2 separate regions of the Gadus morhua genome follow, and region 1 is linked to region 2. The links are chromatin contacts, called in public Hi-C maps. All regions are on one chromosome and are shown on one strand. The core of a region is the stretch at or near the end of the contact, and the rest is flanking DNA. Distances in the headings are between cores, read along the strand shown. Region 1 holds the start of LOC115552271 (MORN repeat-containing protein 1). Region 2 holds the start of si:ch73-70k4.1 (pollen-specific leucine-rich repeat extensin-like protein 2).

Region 1 (5,150 bases), core at 2,190-4,689, 190 kb after region 2:
TAAATAGGGGTGTGAAGCTTAAATGGGTCTCCGTACACACCAAAGGTCCTGGTTTAAATAACACAGACATCAGAAACACACGGATGGTGTAAATAATGTTAACGTTGTGCTGCATGGTAGTTAAATTACACACAAACTTGACCCATATCTCAAAAACTTGGACTAGTCAAGATTTTATATAATGCGCGTAGTGTAAATAATATGCATAGCGTAAATTGTATGATGATATCCCTGAGATTTTAACAATGCCAGTGTTAGACCTTTTAAAAGTCTATTTGTAGTAACTGAATGTATAAATAACAAGAGCATTTTCAAGATAACTCCCAACTACCGGATGATCAAAATAGTAGAAGTAGTAGTATTATATACTGTATTTACAGCAGACACTGTAATGTTTGACCTTGCATTGAAAAATACCAGAGAATACCATTATTGATGTAGCCTTATTATTATATTAATCAAATAGAAAATCCTCTGCTACGGCACTAATTAGGCCTGTGCAATAAAGAGAATATTACACAATTATACTTTGGCATTGCAAGAAATTAATTACCAGTGGAGGAATGCACATTGGGTCGAGAAACACTTTATAACTATACAAGCTCCACAAAGAAGCAGGGAAGGCTCACTAGACCTGCTGCCCCCCTGTCGATCTGTAGTCCAAAACTGGAATACAGGGACCAGGAAACTTACATGTGACTCCCTTTCATACCTATATAGCTCTGTCATACACGGCAGAGTAGACTCAAGCCATCAAGACGATTACTAGACTATAGGACACTTTGTGTTTGATGAGACGCCTTACCCTAAGATAGCTTGCAGAGCCTAGGAAAACATGCTTTGCCCAATTATCATTGCACAAATATTGTCCCATAATCAAAGTGTCCTATGGCTAACTATGTGTCCACATAGTCAGCTAGCGAGCTGTCAAAACCACCGTATTAGAATACGGGTGGATCTGCCTCACTGAGCTCAGAATTAGCATCTAATTAAAAGAACAACAGCTCCCCCAAGTGGCCGCACACAGGTAAAGGAGTTATCCCATTTTAAGACTAAGTGAAAGTTACCATCAACGTTAAGTAATCCGAACTACTTATTATAGTAATTTAATAGTAAAAGATTTGTGAGTCTTTTAAATTAAAGGGGTAAATACATTTAAGATGGACGTGGAGGATAGGCTAGTGTTTGGTGCACCACAGCAGAGACTCACATCGTACAGAGATCCGTCCACACAGCGCAGAACTCCCTGGCCCTGCTTCTGGTCCAGGACCCAACTTCCTTCATACTGGTCCCCGTTACTACAAAATAAAAGCGTAGCACTCGGAATCAAGCCACATTTTGAATCGGAATGTAACTCCAATAAATTAATATTGTTTAAGTTCAGTAAAGATATATAATTATTTTGATGCGGGGTAAAGCAAGACTGACTTTACGGTGTAATATTCAACCCAATGTCCACTATTCCTGGTAAAGAAATATGAACCTATAAATCAATCAGCACACCTATTTGTTGTTTTCATATGTCAAAGGATTCTAATCACTAAATTTGTTCCACATGCAGCGGTACCTCCTGTACACAACCCAGAAAACACTGTTGGTCAGAGGGTTCCTACCTGTACTCGATGCGGCCCTCCCCGTGTCTCTTGTCCCGGTGAAAGGAGCCTAGGTAGGCATGGCCATCTGAATCTGTCAGGGATCCGTGACCTGAGGATTTTGTTAATTTTTGACATGTGTAATGACAATAAAGTCCCTAATACTTGAAGCCCCCTTTTGACACACACTCTCTCTCTCTCTCTCTCTCTCTCTCTCTCTCTCTCTCTCTCTCTCTCTCTCTCTCTCTCTCTCTCTCTCTCTCTCTCTCTCTCTCTCTCTCTCTCTCTCTCTCTCTCTCTCTCTCTCTCTCTCTCTCTCTCTCTCGCTCTCTCTCTCACACGAATATGTATTATTATATGCACATATATTTATATATAAAATGCTCTACACACAAATCCTGTAATAAATTACTTCTGGGGCCATTTCATACCCAATATATACGTCTCCAGGTTATGTGGGATTATCGTCACAGCCAAAGGGATTTGGAAAGTTGGGACTAAATTTATTAACAAGTGTTTCCTCGTCAATGCGTTCCTTCCCCACCTTCTCTGAGGCCGCAGCAGAACTGTCCTTCATATGATTCACCGCTGGCTCTCTGCAGTACTCCAAAGCCATGGAGCTCACCTTGTTTGAACTCTCCAGAGTAAGAATCCCCTTCAAAACAGACGTTGAATAAACATATGAGCCTGGTTTGAATAGCTATATCAGTCTGTTTACGTCAAAACTAAATTAATATAGAAGACTATAACAAACATATGCATAAATAAGATGTAAAAACTGTTTATGTATACAGTACTGTAGATTTAGTTGAGGGAAATATATGGAACAATTGGAATAACAGAAAGGTTCTCATTAAAATACATTTATCATATAGAATATGTTATTACCACTTTAATATCGTTACCCTATAATTTAAGGGCAGACGGTTGCCATATGTGTGCAGTCCTCTTTTTTTTTACTGACAATATCATGTCAGCGGCGTAATAACTGCTATGATTCGTATAACTCAGGCATAATCAACATTAACATCGAGACCCTGAAGGCATCTTACCCGTTTTAGCCCAGTGTCGCAGGCCGCTTCCTTCAATCTCCCCGCAGATAAATTCCCCCTCATAAAAACTGCCATCTTTCATCATCAGTTTGCCAAGGCCTGCTCCAAAACAAGAACCAGCGGCAATTTATACCCGTCAATAAAGACACATAACATAATCCATAATCTACACCACAACCCTAACATAATCCTTGCTTGTTTAATCAGTAACCCGCACGAGGAAAAAAAACAGATGAATTCTTTATCTCATAAAGACTTGAGTATTTGCTTGAACAAACTGTTCGTAGGATGAACAGACATTTGAAAATGCCTAACTTTGTGATTCAGATCTACACATGAACGTTAGACGAGATATTCAAGTTTAAAATGTAGTCTGGGTGAGAACTTAACTCACCGTGCTTTCTCCCCATGCTCCATTCCCCTTCATAGAGGAAAAAGCTGTTTGGGTAAACATATTTTCCGTAGCCTATTGGGATATTGATGGGACTTGAGTTAGCCTGGATAGTTAATAACACACTATCTCTCGCTAACTCTAACGATACCTTGGTCACATGGATTGTAAATCGACCAATTGTCATATCTTTATACATTAATTGATGATTCAATGAATATTAGGCATACTTTGTAGGATTATAACAAGCACTGTCAAGCTTAACCGGAGATACTCTCTAAAACTAAAAGTAATGTATTTACCATGACGTTTTTGATTGGAGACCTCTCCGACATAGTTCGCTTTCTTGGACTCCATCTTTAATTTGATTGCGTCCATGACAACGCGGATCCATAGCAACTGCAACTCCGCTTTGCAACAATAAAGAGTTGCAAAACGAATAAAACCAATATACGAAGGTAAATTGTAGAGGCATACATAAGCTATACTTTGTTCGTCTTCAAACATGGGTGGCAAATAAGGTGAAATAATTGTAAATATATAAAACATGTAAGAAATGTAAATGGTCATTGTACTGCATACTGTTCGTCTTCAAACATGGGTGGCAAATAAGGTGAAATAATTGTAAATATATAAAACATGTAAGAAATGTAAATGGTCATTGTACTGCATAAACTTTATGCAGTACAATGACCATTTATGCCATAAGGCCAAACGTTAGTTCATTAAAGAGCCCCTATTATGCTAATTTTCTGGTCTTCATTTATTATTAATGACTCCTATAGCGCAACCTCACACGAATCACAGCACAAAAAACGATGTAGTTTTTCGGGAAACTCTTCCTCTCATCTGGGCGCTTTCAGCATTCTCTGTCAACGCTCGGTTTCGTCCTTCTCCGCCCCCTCGCCCCACTCCTGCCAACCCCACTCCGTTGTGATTGGTTACCTTAGGGAAGACCCCCGCGCGGGGGCAGAGTGGGCAGATTTGACCAGGCATATGGGGGCGTTGCAGGAGTGCGTTCACGTAGATGATTTCCCGGAAATGTGAACAAGTGAATCGCAAACGTTGTTCCGAGTGTCTAGCGCTCTGCCCAGCCACCCCAGACTGTCAGCAGGGAATACGTCGAACTGCATGTACATCATTATTTGACACTTTAGTATGGTTAAACATGACTATCAATCATTATAACAACGTTTATAGGTCATAAAAGTCGAAAAAGCATAATAGGTCCTCTTTAAAGTAAGTAAACTATGGCTGTGGTAAACATTATATATATTAGATATTTATATATATGATATATGTAGGGTATATATATTCTTAACATTTGACATGCCATTATAGTAGTTCATGTTTCCAAAGCATACCACTTTCACAAAACTCTTTATTTCATCAATCCTTTATTTAATGTGAAATGCCGATAATCATACTTTGTAGGCTGAAGTTGTTCTTGCCTATGGATTCTTGCTGTCACACTATAGCCTAGCGAATGTAACACCTTACAATAGTTTTTTTTCATTGCATAACACACTTTCTTGATAGCATTGGATATGGCTAATTTGCCCTGCTAAATAGTTGCCTACAGTGACAAAATATTTGAACGTTGACATCGTTTGACACTCAAATGGTGCATTCACAGTTACTTGAACGGTTAAGAAAAGCAATCTATAGGAATGGAATACCTATTCTCACTGGGGAAAAATTAACCTCTGTCAGTTATAGCTGCTTCCATTCAGAATGAGGTCCTACATTCAGCCTAGTTCCTTCCACTTTGAAACTCCACTATGAGCGTCCGGGCATCTGGACTCTGATGGCGTTCTGTTACGCCTTGCTCTTATCTGCGATCTCCTGGTCCGCGCTCTCCGCCCCGCCTCTGAAACGCTGAGCTAACTCTGTGGACAGCGCTGAGCAGCACGACTTCTGGAGGAGTAAACAGAGAAACACACACAAAACACATTTAAACACAACACACACAAGCTTGAAGAAGCTGGACAATACTGAGTCTCCATTATATTTGGATATTATTTTATTTTTTTCAACTGACCGGTACCGTTAAAGGGTCTCTGTTTTAGCACCAGGTGTGGTCAAATTATCACATTTTACCACCAGGTGTTGTAG
Region 2 (5,283 bases), core at 2,033-4,532:
CGGTAACCGAGTCAAGGTTCAAGTTCACGTTTATTGTATTGCCACAAAGCTAGGCTGGGGGAATTAACTTCCATTTCCGACGCTAAATTGATTTCAAATAGACACACATATGGGATTTGCATTTCTCGCCTTCTGCACAATAGAGCATAGACTGGGTGATACAGAACCCACGTAAACGACCCAGAACGCCATAGCAACGGCCCAGGACACCCTAGCAATGCCCTAGAAACCTAGTATCGTGGCGAATGTAGCGTGCTAGCGCATTAGCACGCTAGACATATTAACAACAATGCAAAAAGACAAACAACGGAATGAACTAGGATAGATCAACCTCAGACAAAACACAATAACATGTAGCCTATACATCGTGTTTAAATGTAAGAACTCTAGGTAGTGACAAACAGTAAACATCGATTGCTTGTCAAGACAGTTGATATTCTCCACCAATCTATTAAACAATGTTAAAGAAAATGTCTTTTGACGCTGGGTAAGGACATACCCAGTGTGCCCTGGGGATGTCCGTAATTCTTGCAGAATGTGTCAGTGATGGGAAGGTTGTACCTGATTGGTTTGGAGCGTTCCAGGGCCAACCCTATAGGTTGGGGGAGGGCCAGGGCCAACCCCCCACCCCATCCAATAGCCACTCTCACCAGGCCATGTCGACGTTCATCTCGGACAGACACTGGGCCAGGTGGCTGTCACAGTCCATCTGGCTGAACCTGGGGAGTCACAGGGAGACAGCCAGGACATTACTAGTGGAGCTAGCGCATGCCCACACACACACACACAACTATTGAAGCTAGCACGCACGCACACACATCCATGAAGTGACCGCCGAAACGAGCCAAGGCACACACACACTCCTGTCAAGGGAATTACTGGTGGAAAACACACACTACTGGTTGGTGGAGCTAGGACGCAGGCATGTGCACACACACACACACACACACACACACACACACACACACACACACACACACACACACACACACACACACACACACACACACACACACACACACACACACACACACACACACACACACACAGTTGGGGGAGGAAAACATGAGGGGTCCTCCTGCTCTTTTGAGAGCATTTTAAAATGTGCTGAACACAGCGATCTGAATACACCCTGCTACGTTACAGCATGTACTAATCTACCAGCACTTATATGAAACAGCCAAGGTTGCAGTGAAGGCATCTGTGTTTTTTTTTTTCTCTGTTTAGAGAATAAACCCATCTATAAAGACAACTAAACTGTCTCAAAAAAATACAAAAGAAAACTTCTGAAATAGGATTTCAAAAGATGTTCCTTAGTTCGATAGCTCAGCATGTGTTTCCTTGACCCATAACCAGGACACAGTTTACAGTTTAAAAAGGACAATACCGGTCTAGGTAATCAAACCATTTTAATTTGACTGTCTCTTATAATGGAAACATCCTTTAGGGATCCATTCTGCGATGGTCTAGTTTTTAGAAAGACACTGGGATCATGTCCCCACAAATGTCGAGAAACCGGTGAATTATCCCTTCCAAAAACCGCAATCAAACTAAAGTGGACAAAGGGATATGACAAGTCTGTCAAATCCGCTATCTCATCCGTCATTTGCTAAGCAATAGTCAATCGGCAAAATCTTCAAATGTTCTCACGATTTCGGGGAGCACTTAGTAGAGTGTTCAAGCCATACATGTTTTTCCCATCTTCGTGTCATAATTCAAAAAATAATTTTGGTTGGTTTTGGTTTGGGTGTTTGACTCCCTGCTACTCAGGGACATGATGGTAGATAAATGCATGTTGCTAAATGACTGAACAGACACAATGTCAGATGATGCTCCAGGTGCGTATTCCATTACCTGCTTGGGAACACCAGCGTACACATGGGGCAACACTGGGTTCGTTCTCGCCCTCCTTCTCCTAGCTCCGCCTCCTTCGGTCCATCCCCCTTGCCGCCACCCTGTCGCTGAGCCCCAGATGGTCCCGCCTCCTCCACCCTCTCATCCAACATGGCCTCCTGCACCCCCCTCATCGTCTCCCCCCTCTCTGCCAGGTGCTCCCCTGAAAAGGGGGGCACCACCGGGGGGGGCTCACAAGCTCTGGCGGTGGACCCGCTCCAAAGCGGGAACGGCCGTACCGGCCTGCCAGCGAGATCCCCCGTTCGCCGCGTCTTCTCAGGGACCGACTCTCTGCCTGCCGGGACCTCCTTCTGGGTCGGGGCTGGTCTCGAGTCCTCCCTCCTCCCTGGTGGTGAATAGACCACCAGGGAGGAGGGACTGGCCGCTGTGGTCTCTGGGACCTGGAGCCCACCTCCTCCTCCGCCCTGAGGAGGGGTCACCGGAGGACTAGCGGGGGGTGAGGGTTCGACGGGTTGCGCTGGGGAGTGGGTATCGAGGGGTCGGGGGGGACTTCGGAGAGGGGATCCTGGGGGTCTGGAGGGTTCAGGGAAAGGGGGGACTTCATTGGCTGGAGTGGGTGGCTGGCGTTCGCTCTGCCTGGAAGTCTAGAAACAATTGATAAGAGAATAGTCATTTAAAATTGGATTTTGAACTGAGGCAATGACAACATACTGATTTTAAATAAAGTGCTGCAAAGAAAAATTGGCTTAAGTTTTGCTTATTATGGCCCTCAGGGCTTCGCCATAGGTGCTATAGCTAGAGAGAGACAGAGGAAATAAAATGGATGGCAAGTGCATCTTACCGCTGCGGAGGGTTCTGGGAGGGGGTCCCAGTGCTCAGAACCCAGGAAAGGGAGAACTGTCTCTATTGCGCTGGCCCATAGCTTTTCTGACGAATTCAGATCGTTTCGAGTCCACCATGGTAGGGTTGGAGACACTGTTCTGCAAATCGGGGAAATTTATGTTAGATTCTGTGGCGATACGTTATAGTTTTCCAAAACTACTGATGATGTACAGCGCTACATTGCATTCAATTAACAGCTGGCATGCTTGTTTCTTGTTTAAATCCCTTACATAATGTGTCCATCACATTTAGCCTATAGAGTATAGAGCCAGTATAAGCCCGTTAATGTTGAATAAACAGCAAGCCCTACATTTTCTTACCCCCTATTTCCTTTGCTACTGTCAGTCTTTACTTCTTTGGTAAGATCAGGGGAATTGAACGGTATACTAAACTTCAAAGAATCTTTTTTGTATCTGTCCCCTTGAGGCTCGATCACAGCGGATTTCTTTCTCTTCAGCTTAGATTTAGGGTATTTGTCCGCCATGTGTGGTTTGGTATTAAACTTCGCGGTAAATCCCACAGCTAGACGAGACGAGGACTTCCTTGTTTGTACAGTGATGTCACTAAAATACAACCAATAAGAAACACGCAGCCGACAAGGCAATTTGTATGCATATTTATAATCCAAATTGATAAATGTGTTTTACGGCTGATGCTATGATATCATGTACTGTATAAATTATTGTTTCTATATATTATTGTTAATAAACAAATGAAAAATATTCAATGAAAAAACGTTATTATCAATGCATTCATTTTATGATTTGTTTAATAAATATTCATTCATTAAAAAATCGTTGTCTTCTTTCCAAAATCCATCTACTAACATGCATAAAGATCTATAATGTGAATAGAAGTAAATTGGAAAAAAAAACGGTGTTTTGTGCCAGTTAATAAAGCTATAAAATACAAAGGTATTTTATAGCTGCTGATTATAACATTGTAGTAGTATCTACGTGTGTTTGTCCTCTTAGGACCTCTTAAGATCTAGCACAGGCCTGGCCGCATTCATATCCCTCTTGCCTGGAATAATGAAATCTCCTCTTTCAAATTCACATAGGCCTGGGTGTGCATCAACAAAACATTAAGGTGACATCATGCACAAGTGCTAGCTCCATCACAACCTTACTGTCGGTAGGCTATATAGGGTTAAGGACACACAATAAGTGGAAACTTGAAGTCATATTATTGGTGGGACTACACTCTGTAAAGTCTTCTAAGCTTTTGGACAGAGGCGAGGGACCAACGGATAGCGGCTACAATTATGCAATGGAAAAGACAAGGAGAAGCTGGAACTGAGCGAAGGAAAAGAAGAGAAGAGAGAGGGATTAAAACCCGCTATGGGAAAACCTGCCACTTTGAAATAAGGTGAGGCCAGTAATTTTTGAATGGTGCCCGGTTTAGATCGCTATTCCAGAGGGTTTGTTCTTCAGTCGCCAACAAGGGTAAAATACTTTTTTCCCCTCAACCACAGAGTCCTTTAAGCACTGAAACACAGCGGCAGCGAGAGAGACTGGGTCTTGGATGACTTCTATTGCAGTGGGGGGGGGGGGGGGGTGGCGCCTAGGCCTTGGAAAGTGATGTTATGTCGTCGAGGAGGAGTTGTGATCCCATGTTGTGCACGGTAACCATGGCTACGGGCAGGATAGATGATGTGGAATAAAAAGTAGCCGAGCCCTCGTCCAATTTGGGATGGAAAGGGCCCCGCAAAATGCACCGGGAAAAATAGGCAGGGGATATTATGTAGAAACACAGAAGAATAACACAATAATGATAACCATTACCCATTCACAAAACCCATATTACAATAATCGTTTTGAGAATATGATACGTTGACAAGAGGGTAACGCGCGCGCGCACACACACACACACACACACACACACACACACACACACGCGCACACACACAAATGTGTGTTATACGAGTTTTAAAGTCATTCACCGGTGGTAATTTCTATTTATTGTGTACAAACGCAAAAGCCAATGAATCTTCAATAATGAGTTCAAATAATAACTTGATAAATGTCCAATTGATTGTACTGCTGCCGCTGTAGTAGCAGTATAGGAGCGCATAGAGCTTCCCAAATTAGGCCCTTCCTATTAAACTGCAGTTATAATCGCATCTGGCTAGGGGACGCCATAGGAGTAGTAAACAACCATTCTTAAAGTTGCTCTGGAAGTCTGACCTTAACTACACGGTACACACATTCCGAAGATGCGAGAGAGTATAACTAATTAAGCAGAATTGATGCAGCATATAAACGGAATTATGAATAGGCTACTGCTTTGTTGGCTGATGTAAAAACATTTTGTCTAGTTCGAATATACGTGTGGTAATAGAATAAATGCGGTATTACAATAAATCACAGGTAACTGCTTTGCACCATAATAGGTACTGAAACAGATCTCATAAAGCCTGTTCTATTAACATATCCTATTACGAATCACTGAATATAGGTTATTACAACTACTCTAAAATATAACCAACCTACTAATACTAGCCTTATCCAACGTATACATATGTCTAACGTAGGCCTATATATAAAC

The links. Hi-C and Micro-C count contacts between places; a contact is called where the count stands out from the background.
Region 1: a contact with region 2 is called in a Hi-C map of heart, with 8 times the contacts expected there. The contact joins the promoter of LOC115552271 here to the promoter of si:ch73-70k4.1 in region 2. A contact is called at or near these places in 3 of 6 Hi-C or Micro-C datasets (blood, gill and heart).

Annotation. Positions count from the first base shown.
Region 1 is chr1:27,101,327-27,106,476 of gadMor3.0, forward strand. LOC115552271 (MORN repeat-containing protein 1) reads right to left here and starts at 3,440. Exons shown (of 15, transcript XM_030368197.1): 1 at 3,338-3,440; 2 at 3,039-3,110; 3 at 2,645-2,743; 4 at 2,137-2,247; 5 at 1,614-1,704; 6 at 1,211-1,298. The coding sequence starts at 3,413. It overlaps si:ch211-251b21.1 (PBP2_iGluR_non_NMDA_like domain-containing protein), which reads right to left. Exons shown (of 10, transcript XM_030364887.1): 10 at 4,413-4,952. The coding sequence ends at 4,854.
Region 2 is chr1:26,914,309-26,919,591 of gadMor3.0, forward strand. It overlaps si:ch73-70k4.1 (pollen-specific leucine-rich repeat extensin-like protein 2), which reads right to left and starts at 3,283. Exons shown (of 5, transcript XR_003976794.1): 1 at 3,057-3,283; 2 at 2,696-2,834; 3 at 1,855-2,498; 4 at 562-719.